Linked DNA regions of Siniperca chuatsi: region 1 is linked to region 2. Evidence: chromatin contacts called from public Hi-C data. All regions are on one chromosome and are shown on one strand. Each heading gives the region's core, a stretch centred on a gene start, on an enhancer-like site or on the middle of the called end of the contact. The rest is flanking DNA. Distances are from core to core; before and after follow the strand shown.

What was found. A called contact is a pair of places that touch in the nucleus more often than the background predicts.
Region 1: a Hi-C map of an unstated tissue shows a contact between it and region 2, with 7 times the contacts expected there. The contact joins the enhancer-like site here to the promoter of LOC122866136 in region 2. A contact is called at or near these places in 2 of 3 Hi-C or Micro-C datasets (skeletal muscle and an unstated tissue).

The regions. Positions count from the first base shown.
Region 1 is chrLG18:6,445,202-6,447,901 of ASM2008510v1, forward strand. The region is part of intron 9 of LOC122866136 (formin-binding protein 1); the gene reads left to right. Among protein-coding and RNA genes, the nearest start is that of LOC122866136, 55 kb to the left of the region's middle. Within about 2 kb of position 1,385, the one cell type or tissue checked has an H3K27ac peak away from gene starts, as active enhancers do.
Region 2 is chrLG18:6,390,230-6,392,929 of ASM2008510v1, forward strand. It overlaps LOC122866136 (formin-binding protein 1), which reads left to right and starts at 1,350. Exons shown (of 15, transcript XM_044175422.1): 1 at 1,350-1,722. The coding sequence starts at 1,699.

The DNA of each region.
Region 1 (2,700 bases), core at 135-2,634, 55 kb after region 2:
AGTAAATGAGGCAAAATTTCCTCACAAAGGAGGCTAGTGTCTGTGCCTGGCTCAGTATTGATCACATGGCTCTGACACGTGTAGAAACAGGGCGAATGATCGGAGAAGATGATGACTTCATCCCACATCACATGTATCAGCTTGAGGTTTCTTGTTGCTCACTGTTGTCCTGCAGCTGTTTCAGGGCTTCCCCACTGAGCATCTACTAGGGGTCAATTCACAAAGTGTCACAAGCACCTGAGGCTGTGGGGGATTATGGGTGTGAGGATACTATTCATCCCAGCAATCACCCCTACTTGCTATTTAAATCTCACTGTCAGGTGGATGTAACATTAGGCGAGGTGTTGGTCACACTTTGGATCTGGGTTCAGCCTAAAGTACCCAGAATTCACCCCTCCAGGGCTTTGTTTGTGCTGGTGTGCCATACTGCAGCGATGTTAACTGTCTGTAAGGGCCATATTATACCTGTATATCTATGTCTGTCTTGGTGGTTGGAAAGAGTCCAGGTAGATCTATGAACCAGGGCCCGTATTTATCAAACACTAATCATCACACTAAAGAAGGAGTAAAAAAATCTTCGCTGAAAGTCGAGAATAAAACACATTTATCATGCGACTTAATCCCACTTACAGTAAAGTGCAGCTCTCAAGTGATCGCATGATTTATCACACGTATACTCAGAGCAGGACTACCCAATCAGGGACTCTGCATCTGCCCCAGTGTTCATTCTTTAAAAAAAATCCTTTTTAATAAGTTATATTTTATTCCACAAAAACATATGTGATTTAAATTTAAAAGTTTAATTTATTTGTGTGAAGGTCTTAATGCTTGTAGTAGTAATTAACATGCGAAATTGACAGCAATCCAATATATTTATAATAAATAAATATACAAATATGGATGAAACAATGTGAAATTGGCTGAAATGGAAACAAAAGGAAAACCAAAGTGGAGCAGAAAAGAAAGAGTGTAGCCCACCTCTGTCTCTGTACTGCAGTCATCTAAGATCTACTCTTAACCAACTTCAGAGACCTCTGGAGCTCTTTTAAATTTAAGAGCATTTTTAAGTTGTAAGAAATGTGATAAATAATAGCTTTTACTTAATTTCTCTTATACCCAGATTCATTAGAATATAGTCCATATCTGAACCACTACAAACAGAAAAAAGGCCCAAACGAGATCCTAACCTAGAGTTTATGAAGCATTTTTATTACTTATACTAACACAAAAAATACTCTCAGTGATATGCATGCATGTATGTAAGTGAAGCTTCACACATGTGGAAATGTAACAATGTAACGCCTCCCTCTCGCCTCTCTGGGAGGTGAGAGGGAGGATCACAAGGCGTCATAGTGAGGACCATAACAGGCCATTCCAGGTGGATGACTTGATTAGTGGACTAAAGTGAGTAGAGCTCCACAGTGCACCAGCCTGTGAGCCTCTAACAGGATTACAAGTCATCTGCTCCAGCTCTACCGGCCAAAGATTGTTAACCTGCTCTCTACTCTGTTCTTTGTATTCAAAACATAACCACATCCTCTCAAAAATCACTCAGCAGATGGTGTAAATGAGCTGTTAAAACACTTTTACAACCATGTCTTTTGTTCTTTTTGCTTGTTCTTTTACTCTACTTGCCTTTTAGTTCATAATTACTCTTTATTTGTTTTGTATCTTCATTCAGCCACTTTCATTTGAGATATATATATATATATATATATATATATATATATATATATATATATATATATATATATATATATATACCTGGATATGTGTAGATTTTTCTTCGTTACAAGTGAGTTTTGATACTTTGGTTTTGAAGGGGTCTCTCCAGCTTGTCTGCGTTCAGTATCTGCCTTCATGTCAACGTATGGATCTGCTAATGTCATACATGCTTTTGGCGCCCTCTGCTGTCTCTTGCGTGTCATTGTAATGGCAGCAGAGAGGGATCAAGAAGTAAAGGGTACATCCGTCCTTGTCGCAGTCATTATCCCTCTACTTCTTTCTTTACATTTATTTTCACTTGTCTTCCCTTAATTTTTTTCTCATTCAGTACTTCATGCTTGTGCAGTTGGTTGGCCTTTTTGCCAATTTATTTCTCATTTTTCAGTAACCCATCATTATACAAATGTTAAACTTCACCACATTAGAAAAGAATGGGGAGTTTATAGCTGAAACTGTTGCTGAAAGAGCTTTTTCATAATTGAACTAGCATATAAATCCTGATCCTTCAGATACCCTCTTTTCCTTAGATGGTGAAGTTTGGCAAAGCAAAGCGATATCATAAAATACATGTAAACAGTTTTTGTTTAAAGGAAAATGAAACAAATGGCCGTAATATTCTCCTGATGTTGACTTTTGTCTGTTGTCTCTTTCTCTCTCCTGCTCCTCGCCATTTCTCTCTTCTCTCCTCCCATGAAGCTTTCTCTCAAGCTGGTAAGCATGACCGTATAACTGCACGACCATAGCGGCATGACCATAGCACGCATGTCACGTCCTCCCAGTAACACGTTGTTAATAACGTTCTGTACGCCGTTATGTTTTTGTTGTGCTCTCTTTTTTATTTTTGGATTTAATTTAATAATTTAATTTTTGCTGTGACACAACGATGGACCTCAGACTCATGTCGTTGTCTCATTTGTATGTTATTTTGTTGTTTGTTTGTTTTTATGTCGTGGTTGTGTTACCGTCATGTCTCTC
Region 2 (2,700 bases), core at 100-2,599:
TTGTGTATATTTCCAACCACTGGATGGCAGTGTTGTTGAAGCAATACTGGCCATAGCACTGACAACTTCACTTCATAATTTCTAGCTAAACACAAAGGAATTATTGTCATTAAACTTAATGCTTATTTAATGATTCACATAATTAATCACAGTGATCATGATGACCATGATAATGATAACTGCTGATACGGTGAATGTTTTATGTCTGAATGTGATCGGTCAGTATAAATAGAGTATATTGAGGTATCTGACTGGGCTTGCCACAAAATAAGTGTTTTTGTCTTTTTACAACTGTTTTGACTTCCCTTAATAACGAATAAGATTATTTGATGCCTTTAATACAGTTATTTACCTTTTTTAAATTACTAGTGTCAACAGCTGTTTTTACATGTGCTCTATAAATAAACTTTTTCAGGAGAGACCATGGCCAAGAGGGGAGCATCACAACACTATTACAACAATAAATACAAACAACTTAAACAGACTAAGACAACTGTCACACACTACAAAATAGTATACAAAATATCCGGTTAAAATGCAATAAAAGAGTATAGACAAAATCCACTTTTGTCTATTTTCCAGACCAAATCAACAGTCCCTGAGGACTATTGATGTAGAAATGCATTCTGAACTTAGCTGTCATTATAAAGTCAGGAAAGGAATATTATCAATAGGAACAAGATGGAGCCACTATAAGAAGGCAGGGATTGAAAAAAAAAATGTAAATGCACTGATCATTTGCAATCTTGGGATTAATTATGGGGATGCTGGGTGCCTCAAATTTATCCACAATTAGTTTTCCATATAGATTAATAGCTGATATCAGGTCATAATTATGTTAACAGAGCATCCAAAGGTCACCAGTAGGGCTCAAAGTTTTGAATAAACTCATAGTTAAGCTTGTGCAAGGGGCAGAAAGGCAGACTGCCATCACTACATATATTTTTTCCCCTTTTATGATGCTGCCTTCCACCAGCTGAGCAGCAGGTTTTTAGCAGCACTTTTCTATCTTCTGATTCTTTGTGCATCAAAGTTTATAAACCCTGCACCTCCAACACACATCCTGTGGGCAAAGTGGAAGCTTGTGGCTGCTGTGGGGTATGTGTAAAGTAAATCTAGGATGTTCAGCGACATGCATGATTACTTTACGTCTTATCAAAGACAAAGACAGAAAGAGAAAGTAGGGTCGGTTGCCCAGAAGTTTGTTTTAAACCCTCTAGGGGTATTCAATGAAACATCTGCCATGGGTGGTGACCTTTTTGACCCCCCTCCCCATGTTCCTTCAGCATTTAACGCATTTCAAAACATGGCTTCTCATCAGTTCAAACGCACAAGGAAGAGTGGGTGAGCACCGATATTTGTAAAGGCTTTACTGGACTGCCCTGCAGAGACACCCCCCACCATCCTTTTTTTCCCCTTCTTGCCTGTGCGCGCGCAGGAGCAGCTGTCATTGGGTCGAAGCGGGTGCCCGCGCGCTGCATATAGCGAGACTATCCTGTTTGAAGATTATGCTGCAGCTCCTGGCCATCTTGTATCCTTGACAGGATGAGACGTTGAAAAAAATAAATAAAACGAGTATAGGAGGCCCCTTTTTTCGTCGTTGACAGACGAATACCACAAACGCTAAAATCAGGTTTGTGTGTGCTGAAAACACCTCTTACGAGTTGTGGATTATTTCGAGGACATCGTACTGAAACCATGAGCTGGGGGTCAGAGCTATGGGTGAGTCTCACTGCACTTGTATCGTTTGTTCACGCTTTTTATTGAGCTTGTATGGACCTAACGGTTCTCAGATAAAATAAACGTGCGTGTGGCAAGGCGCAGTGGCTACATGTTTGCCGCTAAAACGACGTTTAGTATCCGCTGTTTTGCGCGTGTTCAGCCTCTGACGCTAGCCAACTAATTTGTAGCGGTGTTCACTGAAGCTTAATGTGTGTTTGTTCTGATGTCGGCAACGCTGACTTGTGTTACATTTCGTTTCAATATCAGTAACATGATGTAGCTAGTTGGCAAAGGAGGGTATCCGTGGAAAAGCTAGCTAACCATCCATTTTAGTTTACATTTGAGCATTTTGAACCACGCTTCGCACACACCCCCTCACAATATAACAGCTAACGTTATTCCTGCGGGGCTAAGTTGTTGAATCTGTTCGTGTTACAGTGACACTTGTTTTTTTTTTGTAACGGTTTCATAAATGTTTAACAAGCTGGTAAATTGCGTGCATTTTACAGGTTGTATAATCACTGTCAGTAGAGGAAGTAGATGAGGGTAAGTTCTCTTATTTATCTGCATAACGTTACAAAAGGGTGTTGAAGCACTGCTGTTTTGTAGCAAACAGTGGTGAAAAGTAACTGGTTAACTCACTAGTTATTGCACTGAAGTAACAATTAAATAACTACTTAAATAGCTTGCTAATTTTACTCCAGATACTTTTATCATCAAGATGATTAAAAAAAAGTTGACATTTATGGCAAACATCTTTTATATATATTTTTATTTTATTCACAACATTTGAAATTTAGCATTCAAATCTGGGACTAATAAACTATTTGCATGTCTGATAGGTTAGTCTTAGATGTAGTCTTGACACTAAATCAGGGGGATCTAGGATAACCTTATATCTTATTAATTTTTTGGTTCATCAGGCTACCAAAACGTTTGTGAGCAACAATAGAAGACAAAGTAGCAACCCAGTGACCT